2 separate regions of the Choristoneura fumiferana genome follow, and region 1 is linked to region 2. The links are chromatin contacts, called in public Hi-C maps. All regions are on one chromosome and are shown on one strand. The core of a region is the stretch at or near the end of the contact, and the rest is flanking DNA. Distances in the headings are between cores, read along the strand shown.

Region 1 (4,424 bases), core at 88-2,587, 320 kb before region 2:
ACCAAAAAGCAGCTGGTGGACACAATACATTAACATTACTGGAATCTGGAATCTGAATACTGGAAACATATTTGTGCGACATATTTAATTAACAGAGAATAGCAGATAACACGTTCGGTATAAACCACCCGTTACAACGATAGTATCATACGATCTAAACTACAAGATTAGTGACGAATGAGTTGTCCACTTATACATCCCAATAATCTTCACTTTTTTTAACAAATTATTATTATTTTCAAGCACCAAAACCTCTCGTGCGCCCCACAAATCACTCCCCCAATTTCGCTTCGCGGCCGATCGTCTCCAACTTGCACAGCACACATACACACACTATTCGCACTACGCACCCACACAGGCGCGCCGGGGGCGCGTGCCCCAGACCATAGACTCCTCCTTTATGTTTTCTTTGTTATGTAAAAAAATAATAATAAGAGAAAGGGGAGTCAAAATCGATACTCTAATGGCGGTGCTATTATCGGTGCCGATTTACTTTTTTGGCGTTTCGACGATGTTTATTGCCTGCCAGTGTTTGTTTGGTATTGGTACGGTTTGAATTTGGAACTGATTCGAAAACATGTTTAATAAATCACGGTATATTTACGTACCTATTTATATTAATTTTCATAACTTGTAAACGTATGCAATGCATACGAATCAAGATTAAAATTAAGAATCAAAATAAGTACTTATTACAAAAGTTAATCAGTACCTATTTTAAATGCGTGGTAGGTAAAATAAATTAAGTGAAAAGCATTAAAATTAAAAAACTTAAATTGTGTGTTCTAAATATTAAAGTAATTTTAATTCAGCTTGTAGTAGCTTAATTGTTTACATTTAGCCTACTGCAAATAACGAAATTTTTAAGTGCCGGTATTACAGTTTTTATTGTATCAACGATTATTTTACTCCCGAAATACTCGTAATTTAAACTTTGACAGAATTTCATTCAGCCTACCACAGGAGCAGAAAATCTTAAAAATTCAAATGTAATATTACTGTACTTATTATACATAGTATTTATTCAAAAGTCAGGTTGGGTGTATTCCTAATTGATGTTACAGCCAGTTGATGGCCGCCAGACCTTAATAGTTGATAAACGTACGAGGGTCGATTTAATTAAGATCTCAATAAGATGACTTTATGGATACCTCTATACACGCTATGTAAGTTGGGTGGGACTAAGCATGCATAAATTACATTACTACATTTTTTAATTTTGTTAAAAAACTAATACACAGGACTTTCAAAACCTTACCAAAAACTGCACTAAAACACAAGCGTAACAAACTGGCATACAACAAAATAACTATTTCAATAATAAAAAAAACAAACATCACACGTTCAAAATCCGCGGCACACTGACTCGACCCGCGTAAACTGGCCGTTGCCCTAAATAGCTCCAAAAATAAAAATAAAACAGATAATAGTGAAAAGAAAAACCGGTTATCAGAAGACTTTGTCTTTGAAAACGCACAATAGCTGGCCAGATGCTCGCGGATGCTGCGTTTCAGTTCGGAAAAGAATAAAAACTGGTTTAAAATTGTGAATGAGCTTTTGTGCGGTGATCGGTTATATTTTGATTTATTCGATTTTTAGTACCGCGTGTATGGGAATAAAAAGACGCAGACTCAACAGGTACCGGCAAGACGAAAATTGTTTCCGTATTTTGGTTAAGTGAAAAGATTTTTGGGTTGGATGGATGATTATGGGCATTTAAATGTAGACTTACAAGTTTTAGGGATTTTGAATCTGATTGATTTTACCTTAGGTTTGTAGTCTTATAGCAGGACAGAAAGAGAATTTAACTTGACGACCGGATGGCCAAGTGGTTAGAGAACCTGACTACGAAGCTTGAGGTTCCGGGTTCGATTCCCGCCCGAGGCAGATATTTGTATGAATAATACAAATGTTTGGTCTCGGGTCTTGGATGTATTTAAGTATGTATTTATCTATATAAGTATGTTTATCCGTTGCCTAGTATCCATAGTACAAGCTTTGCTTAGTTTGGAACTAGGTCAATTGGTGTGAAGTGTCCCATGATATTTATTTATTTATTTTAATTTAACTTAATTTCGTAAGAGCAAAAAACGAGAATTTAATTCAAATACAGACATTTATTTTATCAGATACGTACTAAGCTCAAGAAGTAAAATTATACTTTGTTCTCATTTTCAGTATTAGAAAGAAGGTGTAAAGTGTGGTGGAGTCTTGACCAGCCTCTCTCTTCCATTCTCCGTCTCTCTTTACTGAAAAATCCTTATAAGAGGAGGTAGTTAGTAATTTATGATATTCCTGTTTTATAAGTATCTAACAGTTAATTTCTGATTTATCTCCTCCTCTTTATCTTTCATTAGGTACTACCAAATCATCACTAATTTTGATTTTTTTAAACTTTAACTGTTTAACTGTCATAAATTAATACTTTAATTAACGAGAGCAAAGAAAAATTATTGAAACATCGATTACATTTTTTTAAATCAAAAATACCCTTTCACATAGAATTTGTCTGCACACCAGTACCAGGTTTCTTTTTACTCGTACGTTTGCTGTCCTTTTACACGAGCCGAGCCGAACGCGGCCAGATCGGTTCAAGTTCACGAATTAGTTTCGACGGTTTGTTTGTTTAATGGTAGCACTATACCATACACTGTGTTTGCGTATCCGAATAGAGGGAAGATGTGCAGGCATTATCATCATCATCATCAAATTAAAATTCAAATCATTTATTAAAATCAAAGTCAAAGTCAAAATATCTTTATTCAATTTAGGCTATAGCAAGCACTTATGAATGTCAAAAAAAATCTACCACCGGTTCGGAAAAGCCTCTGTTGAGAAGAATCCGGCAAGAAACTCAACGAGGTATATATTTTTTTAAACAGATTTACAATATTATTAAATGATATCTATACTATACATCACAACTATTAACACAACTTTATCTTTAACACAGTAGGTTCGCTATTTGAAGTAAGGGATCGCCAATGCGTACTTATCGGAATTATTTCCAAATATCCCTGTCCATGATATAATCATTAATTTTATAATAAGTACGCCTTAGTCTTCAGTCAGTCTTCTTGACAATAAATCTGAATTTTGTATCAGTTCATTTGTAATATTTTTTGGAATTTTATTATAAAAACGTACCTATGCAACTTCCCAGAAACGACTTTCTGGTTTTAGCCAGTCTGTAAGATGGGACTTTAAGCTTCCCTGTGTTTTTAGTAGCCTTTGGCTTATCGACGTTAGTGGGAAAATCACATATGTTCAGTTCACATAGGCCGCAATGGGCACTTTTACACTTCATTTTTTGAAACTACTAGCGCTTTCGGAAAGACTGCCAAGAATATGCCATAAATTGCCAAGAAGAATGCACCACAAGAAACTTGGCAGAAAGTCATTTTTACAAGCTTTTATTTAACTTGCCCTGTTCATTTGTTTATTTGGGTCAAATCTTGCAAGTTAAATTTGACCCACTTCCAGTAGTCCGATCGACTTGAAATTTGGTAAACTTACGTAAATCTGGTAACAATAGGTACAATAATCTGATAGTGACATCCTGGTAGTCCAGCCAGGGTCGTCTCCACAGGACGGAACTCTTCAACGGTTAATGGCATCGACTTGGAATTTGTTATTCAAATGTAGTTTGGGTGACAATACAAGTACAGTCAACAAAAAGTACAGTCACCAAAAAAAGCTTGTATTAAAAATGTTTTTTTTTCCAAAAACTTATTTCAAAATAAAATAATTAAAAACTATAGCATAAAATTAAAGAAAAAATACATAAAAAGAACAATAATAATACAGGGATGTATGGAGTCCCTTGGTTACAAAACCAAACACCATCATCGTCATATTGGTCTCACTGTTGGCCCAGCCCTTTCAGAATGAGCGGGCTTGGGCCGTAGTACCCACGCGGGTCTAATTCGGATCGGGAACTTCACAACCACTGAGTCGCTTCTTAGCTAATACAGGTTTCTTCACGATGTTTTCCTTGACCGTAAAGCTCGTGGTAAATTTCAAATGTAATTTCGCACATGAAATTCGATAAGCTCAGAGGTGCGAGCCGGGATTTGCACCCACGATCCTCTGCTTGAGAGGCCATGGGTTAAACCACTAGCCTTTTTTTAAGTATAGTAGCAATTATTATTATCACATTATAATATAAAACTTAGAGATTATATTAGTGTTAAGGTAAATTAGAAGTTACGATTAGCTGGAAAATCTTACTAAAGATATTATTTGTCTAATTTTAAGCTCATTGTAAGTGAACATTGTTCTTTATGAGTAATAAAGTCTTCAAACCTAATTTCTCCGCTGTGTGCCGGTGCGATCATTTCCTTCTCCGTAAAAATCATAGTTTACAAGGTTCGATATTTAAATTACAGTTCAAATTTAATTCAAATATCGAGCAGTAACCCGAT
Region 2 (4,898 bases), core at 1,742-4,241:
AGTCCCCGTAAGAACGGAACTAATTCCAATCTGAACCAATTCTTCTTATTGTTACTACGTCCCATTCAGCACTGCCTACGTATCGAAATCCGTCGATCATGTGAGCACAACAGGTGAGCGCATCAACTAAAAAATAAAATATCGAAAAAATAATAAAAATCGGGAATATAGTAAATTAAAAAAAAGTATAGGCAGGTCCCGCTCGCACTTTAGCTTGGTATGTAAGTGTGTCTCTCTCTGGGGTGCGCGCACGTGGTTTTCGGAGGGGGTGGAAGGAGGGAGGGGGTACTCTGAGCCACATCCCGCCGCGGCTCGAGCCGACCGGCTGCGTTGCCCGTAACCTCCGAATGACCTCATTTTTTTTCCTCCAATGTAAATATTCGGCTCTGCCGCATAGTCCATAAGTGGTACTAAGTTCCTCTTCTCATTTTATTAAAGTTTTTTAATTAGTGCGTTTAAGTGACTCTAAGTGGTTTAAAGCGGGCAGTTTAAGTTGGTTTACATTGGAACTGACTTTGGTGCTGTAGTTACGAATTAACCAAACTTTCGCCAAACGGAAATGATGAAGTTTTGGATTAAGTGACAACAGGTAATTGTAGCAATTCGTGTACAACGAACTTTAGTTATTTTTCGTGTTATTGTAGTTATTTTTGTATAAAAAAAAATTTGCATTTTCTGAAATATTACCAAATTTCTCATGTTCTAAATCGCAACGCTCTTGATAGTCACGCAAAAAGGGCTCAATAAGTCATCGATTTGTCAAAAACAGTCTCTTACTTATTACACTCTTGACAGAGTCGTGATTGCTGAAAGTGTAGCACGGTTTACCATCCGTCGTCAAATCTCTAGAATTTGCTTTCTTAGTACATATAAAGAAAAAACCTTTAATTGCTTTACTTAGTCTAACGTACGGTTATCTTCCACATGATCTGTGCCTAATTGTAAAAGTAAAAAAATAAAACTTTCCTTAAACAAATCACATATTACATTGATACATATACATGGTATTTGGCACCAGAAATGTTTAATCTGCCACTCATGTAGTTTTTGTAAAAAATACTTAGTAATATGTAATAACAAAAATATATTTTTGTCATAAATTTGAAAATAATTTTTATTCGTACTCTGCCTAAATTATTTCTTAGAATATTTTCTAATGGTTCGTGCATTATGGTATTAAGTAAAATGTGTCTTGTCATTGTACTACTCTATAATAATGGCCACAATAAAATGCAAACCGCCTTAAATTTAGACGAAAAAATATTTGAAAATGTAGAGTGACAATGAATTGCCGCGTCGTGTCCGCTTTTAAAAATCGAAGCCTCGTTAAAATCGGTGCGGGAGCGACGACCCCAGTCGCGGAGCAAAAAAAAATTATTATACTAGGCACCGATGCGGTCCGTTAAGCAAGATTTAAAATTCGAAATTTTTAATTCAATTTCATTTTAATCGCTTTTTTTAGTCTTTACTGAAATATGATTATTGTAGAAACTGTTTTTGGAATCGTACTTGAAATAATAATGGAATTTTAAGCTTGACGTTGATCTAAGTAGGTATAACTAATTTATTGCTGTATGCCTAGTGTTGTTAGAATTTTATGTTTTTTTTCCAAGCCGCATTGAATGTTTTTCTTTCAATTAGTGAATTTGCTTTATTTTTAAATCGTGAGGCTCATTTTTAATAACACAAGCAGTAAGTACCGGCACACATAAGCACGGTAGAATAATAAGACTTTTTTAGTATTAAAAAGGTTTAAATGTTACTCTAGTAGGTAATTTCACATTGTACATAACAAAAAGTAATTGCATAGATTTATAATTAATTAATCAGTTGACTTAAAAAATATGATTATGCATGCATTTTTGAGCAGTTTTTTAAAATCTACCGCTATCAGTATCCTGTTGCATATTTTTGGGTTATTTTTTAATAAATTAAAATAGGTTTTTATAAAACGATACAGTGTGTTTGCGGTACTAATTTAATTTATTTTCATGTTAATCCATTTCTTCAATAAATGCGACAGGGAATTGATAACGGTTGAAACGATCGTAAACTGACTGTATATACAAGTAGTCTCTAATTTTTATTCCACATGAAATACTGAAATTATTTTTGTTCTTTGAAAGTGTTTTGTATTTTGTAATCTTGATTGTGTGCGTTTTCAATACCAAATGGCCGTTTTATCTATTAGTCTTCTATTAGTACCTATTAGTTATCTGGTAAACCCTTCTATATAAATTAAAAAAAAACTGAATTATTTTTAATATTCATTTTAATTATTACATTAAGTAATTCTTAATTTAATGATAAATATTTTATAACAACATGGTAACCCTAACCAAGGAAAAACGCAAATCTCATTTTTTTTTCCGATCCACGTATTGTAAAATACTATATTAAATACCTCAGTTTAGTCGATCGTTGAATTAACTATTTTCCGTCATAAAATACGTAATCACGTAAGTAAATATGCAATAACACATTCCAACTAATTTACGAATGAAAAAACGCGTGACGTCACAATACGAGTCCGTGTGCGTACTCATTGACACTGCCGGTGATTACGAGTTTTTTTGCGAATGATTGAATTTTATTTACAATTAACCCGACCTCGGCGCCGAAAGCGAGAGTGACGATTAAATGCCATTTAAAAATAAAACATCCCGTATGACATCGGAATGTCAATGATTTAACTTCGCCGCTCCGCATTTTAATTTTCAGAATAAAACTGGCAACAGACCACTGTCGTAAGTAAAAAAAAAAGCTAAACCAATGGTGTAAGAGCGTGCATGAGGCGTGAACGTCTTAGCTGTAAGAAACCGCCCAAGCTCGTTCGAGACGGGGCGGCTCGGGCCTAATTTGTCTTAGGCGGAAAAATCGCTCGGCGATTACAAGTGGCTCGTAACGAAGTCGGCTCGGGGGAGGGGGCGCGGGGGGACGCGCGGGCGGCCGCGGCGGACACGGCCCCGTCTCAGTCGTCCGTCTACAGTCGCGGCGGCCGCTCGGCCCGCGCGACGCAATATACGTTCCTCGTGCTTTTGTGATCTAAAAATTAAACAAATAAAAATTCTAACCGCGTATCGAAAATATTTTTAGGCTAATCCCCCTAACATTTTTGGTGGTAAAAAAAAGTTTTTTGCAAAATTTTTAATATTTACGTCGGTTATATTTGTGAAGAGAATTAACGTTTGGCAGTTATTGAAAATATTTTTTATTTGATATTTTATTTTCCTAACGGTCGCGATCTCGAGTGAACAATAGACTATAGCGTAACTTAAGCGTTAAATTAGTGCTAAGATCTAGATTATAATTAAGTATTGACTGCCACAAATATACTAAGTTGCTAGGCTAAGATTAATATTGGGACTCATGTGATAAACATTAGTACGGACATTTAAGTGATAATCTACAACATCTGTGGACCAAGGTTTTCATATTTGAAATCATTTTAAAAGTAGAGCTTTATCAATTAGGTTTATTTTTTTTAATCAAGTGCTTTTTTTACTAATTTATATTATATTCAAACTAAACTGACAGATTTTGCAAACCTTTTAAAAAAATCATGCAGCTAAATAAAAGGTCGCGTCTTGCAGAATCCGTCGGGTTGGTTATTTTATTTCCAATAAGTTGTTCATGTGATGTAGTCGTTTTGTAGTTTAGTTAAATGATTGATTTATTCGTAGGCTTCCAATATTTACTATTAAGTTTTATTTTGCCATTTTTGTTTTTATTGAATAAAAAAATGTTTTTTTTTTTTGTTTCTTTTGTTTCATTTTTTACCTTTTAATATTATTTTTTCAGGACTTTGCTTTGTTTTGGTCACCCTAATGTTCCCATTGAGTTACAAAATAATATTTGGTCCATGTTCTACGTAGAAATTTAATTCTTTTTTCTTTTCATTTTTATACTTTTTTGCTAAAGTAGATCGCTAATTACTATACTGTTGTGCCATAGTGAAGGGAGCATGAAACCTGTATTCACCCTAAATGTATTAAACAGTAAAAGAAACCAGTTTTACAATCCGACGGGTGATCTGTGTAGCCCTTCATCTTTTTCTAAGATAAATTGTTTATCTTTTTAAACGTTACCTATGCTTAATTCATTCTTAGTAAAAAAATACAGTGAAAAAATTGCCAAATTGCTAACATTAGTGAAAATTTCACGATCGAGATGGATTCCGATGGCATCACATCGTAGACCTGGGGACGATTTTTTTTTTTTAATATTACCTTAAAATATCATGCGCAAGTGGTGGAAAATAGGTACTGTGCTGTGGATAAAGCAGAAAAAATAACAACTCTAATTTAATTATCTAGTTAACTAGTACGGAAATTTTACCTAAGCGTAAGTTTTGTAGCAATAAACAGATATTTCCCATATCCTAATGATCTTCTCTAGTGAGATAGGTATTGTTGGACTGTTGTCGGATTTCTTGATGATAGAGGAAAGCAAAAATACCTAAGCGACAAAAATGAAAGTTTTTCAAAATGCCTTTGAAAATTACGAAAACTTTACAAAACAAGAAAAAAATCATTTTGTGCATTTGATTTAATTTAGTGGTGCTTAAGAGTTAATACCTAAGCTACTTAAGTACCTATTCATTATCTTTATTGTCCGCGATTTACTCCTTACGAAACCTCATCATCATTATTCTATTATTTGTTGTATTTCGTTACCATCATTTATCAGTATCCATCGTCCAGCAATCGATAAATTAAAAATTTGTATGTTAGAGCATCTCCCGTAATTAATTCACGCTGGATTCCAGTACTGTAATACGAAACCGGTTGCCACAGCTCCTTTAAAGAAATACTAAGTGCCAAACGCCTATGTTGACAGCATAGGAGTAGAATTACTTAAATTTAAAAAGTTCCATAGGGTTCGGTCTCGTTCCCTAA

Evidence for each region. A called contact is a pair of places that touch in the nucleus more often than the background predicts.
Region 1: a contact with region 2 is called in a Hi-C map of whole pupa, with 8 times the contacts expected there. The contact joins the promoter of LOC141432924 here to the promoter of pros in region 2. A contact is called at or near these places in 2 of 2 Hi-C or Micro-C datasets (both in whole pupa).

What each region holds. Positions count from the first base shown.
Region 1 is chr11:12,632,681-12,637,104 of NRCan_CFum_1, reverse strand. LOC141432924 (dihydrolipoyllysine-residue succinyltransferase component of 2-oxoglutarate dehydrogenase complex, mitochondrial-like) reads right to left here and starts at 1,337. Exons shown (of 10, transcript XM_074094758.1): 1 at 1,259-1,337. The coding sequence starts at 1,297.
Region 2 is chr11:12,314,003-12,318,900 of NRCan_CFum_1, reverse strand. It overlaps pros (homeobox protein prospero), which reads left to right and starts at 2,991. Exons shown (of 7, transcript XM_074094583.1): 1 at 2,991-3,427.